Regions from separate parts of the Lactuca sativa genome. Here region 1 is linked to region 2. The links are chromatin contacts, called in public Hi-C maps. All regions are on one chromosome and are shown on one strand. Each heading gives the region's core, a stretch centred on a gene start, on an enhancer-like site or on the middle of the called end of the contact. The rest is flanking DNA. Distances are from core to core; before and after follow the strand shown. Region 1 holds the start of LOC111904551 (ubiquitin receptor RAD23d). Region 2 holds the start of LOC111904550.

Region 1 (4,407 bases), core at 949-3,448, 280 kb before region 2:
AGGAACGACTGCAGCTGGCGGGGGCTGAGCAGCCTGCAGACCTGGCAGTGGTGAAACTCCGGCAGCTGGCGGGAGTTCTGCTGGCTCCGGTATACCCTGATAATATACATTGTAAAAATATAAATTTAAATCGTTTTTATATTTAATTATTAAAATAGAAATAGAAAAAAAATCAAAAAAGACTTACAGAATAGAGATATTCAACAGCTCTTTCTGGATTATTGAAAGCAGCACGAAGAGCACGAACGACAGTATCCCTATCCCAGTTTCCTCCTCCCATATCAAGAAGATGTTGAATTGTACCTTCTAAATTACTTCCTGATACAAGATTTGATGCTACTTGATCGTATACATTCCCAGTCCTACATCAAAAAAAAAAAAAAACTATCACTCATTAATTAATAAATAATAAAGACTAATTGTATTTCAAGGTTATGAGAGAAATGCTGACGTGGCATTCACAACAGGTGCTGGATCGGAAGCTGGAGGAGCAGGTGAAGGAGCAGACACAGGCCTGGAAATGTAAAAAACATTAGCTGAACGAATCCAAAATATAAATAAAGAAATTAAAGATGTAGAAAAAGATCTACTGTGTGACAGGTGGCGGAGCCTGAGTGGCTGCTTGTGCAGGGGGAGTTGCGCTTGTCTGAGGTGCCTTCATTGCATCACAATATGACAATAAACATTAAAAGTTGTATAAAAAAAGATATAAAAGTTTTTGTTGTTTTTATAAAAAGCTACTACCTTTGGGGCGGATGCTGCTGTTGAAGCTTCACCAGAGGTTGGCTTAGTCTGTAATTAATTATAAATTAGATTGTGTTTAAATATTGGATATGATGATATGAAAATGTTGTATGGGGTTACATTTTTTTTTTACCTTGGATAACATGATGACAATGAAAGAATTTTCAGCCACTTTGTTTTCTTCTAAGGTGGTGGCATCTTTAAGCACTTTGCCTTGATGGATAAGCATTTGTTGTGCAGCAGGATAAACATCTCCCTGAACATTTTCTATATTTTTCTTCACATCAGCAACCTGAATCAACAATCACCATATCTTTATTCAGAACTCCAATATAAAAACCGTTTCAAGAAATCCACAGTTTAAATGATTGCCTTATATATAGATTGTATTAACGTAAAATAGCTTTATATAGCTATGTGAAACATTCAACTGATTGATTTCCAGCATTAAATTATTAAACCTAAAAAAAGTCAAATGCCATTTACTCGTTTGTCGCTGTTTTCTAAAGTAAATAAGTAATCACTTTGTGGATAGTAACTAGATCAATTTAATGAGTTCATAGACTATACTGAATATAAGAGCAGCTGATTTCTCTAACAAGGTGGCAGCTTCAACCACATACTTCCCATTCCAGTTCAAAGGATTTTTAACAGTGATTTACTATTCTTGAAAACAAATAAACAATCATGTAAGCATGAAACATGCTTCATCCAACAATTTCACATATCAATTCTAATAATTCATAGCGATTCACAATTCATATAACTCCCTGTTAGATGAATAAAACAAAAGTACACAGAGTTAGATGCGTTGGAGTATTTCGATTATGATTACTTAATATTTTCACTGAAACTGATCAATTGACATGAGCGAAAAAAAAAACACAATATAATTACTAATACGGAATACCGCAACTTAAACCCTAAGGAATCAATTTCATAATCCAAAAGGCAAAAATCATGCTATAAACATTATCGAGTAAAACTTCAGATCAAACAACGCATAAAACCCTAGCTTCCAATCGATTACACATAGAACCATCACGATTCGTTAAAAAAAGAAACAAAAGAAGCAGAATTGAAACGAGACGAACCGTGTCCTCGGATTTTACTTCGATTTCGAAGTGAGTCCCCTTCAATGTTTTCACAAAAACCTTCATCTTTCAATTTGTCGTCTACAGTCACAACTCGAATCAAATAAGCTATCGAATTACGTGACGAAAACCAAAGATGAGAGAATCAGAGATTATATAAGCCAACAAGCAATCGGAAACTTGATAATGCGAAAAACAAATTAAAAGCATACTCACCGATTTCGTCTTCTGTGCGTCTGTGTGTGTGCGAGAAGGGTGTGGGGCGTATACGGTGGTATACCCCCTTTCTCAAGGCAAGGGGAAAAGGTTGAGTTGCCATGGCCACGCGCCAGATATCTATAGTGATTACACGCGATTATTGGGCCAGGCCCATATACATGAAACATATACTGGGCTCTATGCAGATAACTGTGGCCCAAATTGAATAAAACTTAGTCCACTAATAAACTTGTTTTTTTGGGCCTTGTGTGATCCAATCAATATTCTCAGTTTAGCTTTATCTTTTCATATGATGTGAGATGGATCCAATGTTATATCTTATTGTTAATTGATTAAGAATTAATATAATAGAAAAATGATTAAAAATAAAATAAAGTATATATGTGGAGCAGTCTAGAAGTGTTTCGATATGTATATACTAGTGTTTTTAAGCTTTCAAAATACATTATTTAAGATTTGGAGAGCTATTTTATTAAATACATTTTATAATCAAAATTAATTTATTAATTATTATAGGAACATGAAAAATAAATAGAAAAAACAGCACGTCGACATATCCCGACATCCAGAAATCAAATTGTTTTAGACCTTCTATGATCTATCTCGAATCTTCAATTTTGACACCTGTGATGCTTATCAATGATGGCTATTATAATATTCAGAGTTATTGTTTTTTTGAATTACAATATTTTTTTTATCGGAAGATATCTTATATTATTTTATGGTGCAATAAAATATCATTATTGTATAGTCTTCATGAAAATAAAAACACGAATGCTTTCTTTAATTTTCTATATATGGGCTTTGGCTTTTAATTTTCAGACGATAGAGCATCTTTATGATAAATATGATCCCATAACAGTATTTAAAAGTGCTTGATATAAAAGTTTCACTTAAATATTAAACCCAAAATCATTCACATATATATATATATATATATATATATATATATATATATATATATATATATATATATATATATATATATATATATATATATATATATATATATATATATATATATATATATATATATATAATACGGTAAAGTTTCATTTGAGACGGACATAATTTTGTAAGACCGTAAAACCAATTTTTTTAATGAAATATTCTAATATTCTAGTTTTCGTAAACATATAATATGTATAGTATTTTAACATTATATATTTTTAGAATATTTTAATATAATATATGTTAAAAATATTGTTTTAGAATATCATAATATTACATATATTATAATTTTTTGAATAACAGAATATTAAAATATTTCACTATAAAAATGGTCTCACGACCTTACAAAATTAGACTCGTCTCAAATGAATCTAACCATATATAATACAATAACATTATTAATCAAGTAACTAAGGAACCAATCAAAAATGTCAGAATTTAAAACGATCAACAACAAATTGAAAGATTGTAGACTTTTAAAGTTGACTCACATGCACCGGATTATAACAAAACTCAGTTTCTTTTTTTAGTTTAATTTTTTTAGGCCATGTTTTTATATATAAAAAAACCGAATATATCATTGTTCATGGTTTTCCATCATCTTTCCATAGAAATCCATATTTATATATAAAAAGTAAACTTTTTTTTTCAAAAAAAAAAACCCCACTTTATTTTCTTTGTTTTTTGAAAAGTTAAGTTTTATTTTTTATTGAAAAAAAACTTAATAAATATATCAAAATTCATTTTTTTGTACTTTTAAAAATAGATTCATATTGATGTTTAAAATAAAAAATCAAAATTTCAGTTCAGATTCACGGTATGAATAATAGTAAGTCAAATTCACATTACAAATTTTGAAAACTAAATTATACAAAATTTAGATTCACAATGTAAATAACTTCATTTGTTGATTAAAAAAATTATTTTAAGAGTAATTAAAACATTATAATATTATAAAACTATATGGAAATATATTTCGGTTCAATTGTAAATTTCACTTAATTTGTGGATGATCAAATAGTTGAAATAGCTAGTCAGGTACTCAGATTCATATTCTAAATGTTAAAATTGAAATATTTATAGTTTAGAATTTTGATTCATAGTGTAAATTTGAGATGATCGATATTTTTTTTAAATCGATGTTGATATCTATTAATAAATGTCAAAAAAATGGGAATTTTGGTATAATTAGTTTTTTTTTATAAAAATAAACTTAAATATTGAAAAAAAAAAACAAAACGAAGTGGTTTTTTTCGAAAAAAAAGTTTGTTATTTATATATCAACATAGATCTCTATGGAAAGAGGGCGGAAAATCGTGAAGAACGGTATATTTGGTTTTTTTCCGATATAAAAAACATGGCTTAAAAAATTTTAAACAAAAAAAATGTGGGTTTTTTT
Region 2 (4,436 bases), core at 968-3,467:
ATGTGATTTGACCGTACACGGTAGAGAACAAACGCATTCACTTTCACCTACTTTTTCTTTTCCCACGCTTTGAACGGTCAAAACTTTTCAAATATGATTTTTTTTATTACATAAAAATAAAACCTCACAACCCTTATTTTAATACACATTTATCAAATTATTCTATCTTTCAACTTTTTTTTTCAAAACTTTAAAAATGTTCTCTTCAAACAACTCAAACAAATCTATAAAAAAAAATTTAAAAAGAAATTAAAAAAAAAATACCACTAGAAACACAACCCCAAAAACGTTGTATGATCAACTGATTTATTTGCCCTCAGTTTATCATTATGGTGGTATGCTACCATATTCTCTGCAACAACCACAAACGTAAACACCAACACAACCACAAAACGATACCAAGTTTAATCTGTTTGATTTTCGGTCTCAACCAGAATTTGTTCAACAAACTCAAACACTCATTTCTGATTCCGAACCAGAGTTCGTTCGAGAAACCCAACCCACTCAAGCACGAAGTATAAGAAAAGAGAAGGCAGCCGCAAAAGGATGAGAACCCGAAGAAGTGTCAGTATTGGTACAATCATGTATCGATATTTCATAAGATTCGAAGACATGAAAACACCAAATACATTAACTTTTTTTATGCGAGTTACAAAAAGATTCCACAAAGAAATGAACTCATTATCGCTCAAAACATCAAATTTACTCAAAATGAAAAAGACAAACAAGGAAGTCATACTGTTTAATGATTTATATAACAACATGAAACGTCAATCAAAAAACAGAAAAAACAATGAAGTGATTTTATAGAAAGCTTTAAAAATGTTTCAAAAAAAAACAATAAGGTTTTCAAGTATCTTGACTTTCGAAATCTTGTAAAAGATAATAAAAATAGGAAAAAAAAAACAAAACATCTAAAAAACATTTTGATAGTGGTTCAAAATGTTTAAGAACATAATCTTACTGTAATAAGATTTTTGTATTGATTTCAACATCAACGATATGAACCCGTTCAAGTTTCACCACCTTCTAAACACAACGAACAATGGTGAGTAGTTTGAAATTGCTTACCGTAAAAGCCGATGTCAAAAAAACCGTAAGGTTTAAAATTTCTAGCTACTTTTAATATATTAAAGTATTTTTTTCAAGTTCGTAGGTTTAAGGTTTTTAATTTTTTTTTTCTTAATTAGGGTTTTTTTTAATGTCAAGTTATATTTTTTAAAAGAATAATGAAATATAATATTATTTTAATTTGTGGTGATAAAATGTTATGTTTTCTTATAAAAATTACAGTTTTTATTTAAATTAAATTGTTAAAAAGATATAGTATAAAATCATATTTTTATGATAAAAATGACATTATACCTTAGGTTTTAGTATGGTTTTGAGAGGCTTATACTGTTATACACCATGTCCATATGGACTAAACTAATTAATAGCCGAACAGTATGAGTATGACGTGGTTTCTTCGATCGTTAAACACTAAACAGTAAATCTATTTATACATTTTTTCCATGTCTATTTTTCTAATATAAAAAGAACCAAAGAACTTTACAAAATATTTTCTAACGTATTAACCATAAAATCAACCTATGTCACTGCGCCGGCAACGATTCCGGCCGCCGTGACATATCGGCCGATCCAAATCCTAGATCTGTATAATCAAACAAACCCTCTAAAGCCACGTATTCACCATTCTGGTTGTTGTTGCCGTTGTTAACATTAACATCACCGGCGGCGTAATCAAATCCATACTCGAACGATTCATAGTTCGGGATTTCATTATCCACCCATGAAAACTCCCCGAGTTCAACCGACTCAGTTGATACAACTATCCTTTCCGACTCAGTCGGTGTCGTCTCCGTCGGAGGGAGTCCGAGTTCGTCGTCGGATGCCTCGAGGAGAAACTCGAGATCCGGGCGAGAGTCGCCGGACTCGGAGGCCTGGTCGAGTGTCTCCGGCGGAGGAGATATTTCGTCTTCGAAGCTTTTTATGAACGAGTCGAGGTCGTCACCGACGGTGCACACGTCGGAGTCGTCTAGAGTGTCGAGAAGGTCGTCTCGGATTCTCTTGGCCTCCGGTGAGTTGAACTCGGACTCGTCCGAGTCGGAACGGAGTCGCTTTTTGTTACTCGAGGATTCCATTTTGTAAAAGAGAGACGTTACAGGGGTATTTTGGAGATTTTAGAGAAAAATGAGAGTGGGGGACAGCGGTGGGTAAGGTGATGGGAAGTGGAATGGAAGGTGCGAGGGTTTATATAGAGAGAGAGAAAGTTCGATTTATTTTAATTTAATAAAATATTAATTTTTTTTATTTATATTTTTTGAATTTTGAATTTATTTTTTTATGATGTGGACGTGAGAGGGGTCGTGGGTCCAGATACTTTCGCCATCACGGACGTATTAACTTTTATTTTTTCTTCTTTTCTTTCTTTCTTTTCAAACCAATATATGATGCTCTTTGCCAATTGATAAATTCAAACACTTTACATTAATATTAAATATTGTAGGTAATTACATATTTTGTAAAGAACAAGTTTTTTGACTCTATTAAAAAAACGCAAGTCAAATGGATAGTTTTTGCATTTTTTTCAAAATCGTCTAATTGTTAAAATATTTAATGCAAAGGGTTTTTTTTAATAAGATGTCTCTAATATATTATCTTTTTCTTAATATATATATATATATATATATATATATATATATATATATATATATATATAATGTTTTTTTAATATAATATGTATATAATAAGTTGTGATTTTTTACATCATAAACATTTAAAAGAAAATTTTTCAATAAGACTTGAATAATATGGGACTTTTAAATATTCAGAAACTTAGTATAAATTTTTTATATTAATTATTTACTATTATATTTTTTCAGAACAGATTATTCTACTCTAAAATTTATAACGTTTTTATTTATAACGAAACTTGAATATTTAATTTTTGGTTGTGGATGTCTATCATCAATATAATATAAGTGGTTTCGAATAAATGAGAAGGCTATAATAGATCCAACATTAGTATAATAGTCTTTTTGTTATTGGTTTATTTTTTATTTAAAAATTAATGTTCTTTTTTTATTGAAATTTCCATTAGGCGCGATTGAAGTTGATTTTATATAGCAGTTTTCTATATTTTAAGGTTAATTCATATTTTATAAATTATTTGTGGTTTTTGTTTTTTTGGGTTTACGTCATCTTTGGTCACTTAACTTTTGGTTTTCTGCTCATTTGGTCACTTAACTCTTTTTAAGTTTTAAAAGGTTATCTAACTTTTGGCTTTGTGTTCATTTAGTCACTTAACTTTTGGTTTGGTCACATTTAGTCACCTAACTTTTAAAATTGTGTTCATTTAGTCACTAAATTTTTGAAAAAAATTAAAAGTTTAGTGATTAAATGAGCACAATTTTAAAAATTAGATGACTAAATGAGCACAAATCTAAAAGTTAAGTGACCAAACCAAAAGTTCAGTGACTAAATGAGCACAAAGTCAAAAGTTTGATGAACTTTTAAAACTTAAAAATAGTTAAGTGACCAAATAAATACAAAACCAAAAATTAAATGACCAAAAATGATTTAAACCTTTTTTTTTTGTTATAGAGTTTATTGCAGACATGTCCCCTTTAAAGCACTAATTTTATTGGTTGGTTTGGGTCTTTAACTATCCATTAAGTCTTCTTTCACTAACAATTGGAACATTGTGCAAAGAAAAAACACGAACACATAGAATTCTGAAAAAGTATAAATTATTATTTACATGATCCGAATTGTTAATGTACACGAACAAATAACTTCCTAAGTGGAGGACAAAGACATATCATCATGGCTCCACTTGTTACGTATTATCACTCATATCCATTCAAATTACAACAGTTGTGTTTTTAACCTTATTTGACTATTATTAAAAAATTATAAGAACACGTAAAAATTAATATTATATATATTACATAAAATAGACTATTGTTATCTAGGAAAAAAATTGAACTTTTACCAACTTCCTATATTTTCTCATAATGATTATTGTGATTCTTTTATTATCCATGGAACCCTTCAACAATTATTTATGAAATCTATATCTTTATAACCGTGTTTATCAAAAAGGTTTATGATGTATTTGGTGCATAGTTGATAAGTTAATTTAATTTTTGAAATTATTTAACTTGTAATGTTTGCCAAACAAAAGTTTTTAAATAGTTACTTAAACAAGATTTTCATGAGTTTTATTTCCTTAATTAATTATAAAAAATATATTTTTCTATGTCTTTTTATGTTATTTTATATCTTATAGGTAGCTATCAACTAGTTTTACATAACATGATTTTTTTATCATCTAACTGTTTGTCAACTAACAACCAAACATAACCTTATATTAGATATATGATACTTTAAAACAACCACTAAAGTTTCTTTAAACATAAATTCAGAACATG

The links. A called contact is a pair of places that touch in the nucleus more often than the background predicts.
Region 1: a Hi-C map of leaf shows a contact between it and region 2, with 8 times the contacts expected there. The contact joins the promoter of LOC111904551 here to the promoter of LOC111904550 in region 2. A contact is called at or near these places in 3 of 4 Hi-C or Micro-C datasets (leaf and seed).

The regions. Positions count from the first base shown.
Region 1 is chr3:81,726,586-81,730,992 of Lsat_Salinas_v11, reverse strand. LOC111904551 (ubiquitin receptor RAD23d) reads right to left here and starts at 2,198. Exons shown (of 13, transcript XM_023900304.2): 1 at 2,055-2,198; 2 at 1,839-1,946; 3 at 878-1,036; 4 at 745-792; 5 at 591-655; 6 at 452-514; 7 at 188-362; 8 at 1-96. The coding sequence starts at 1,904.
Region 2 is chr3:81,446,126-81,450,561 of Lsat_Salinas_v11, reverse strand. LOC111904550 reads right to left here and starts at 2,217. Exons shown (of 1, transcript XM_023900303.2): 1 at 1,450-2,217. The coding sequence starts at 2,144. The coding sequence ends at 1,596.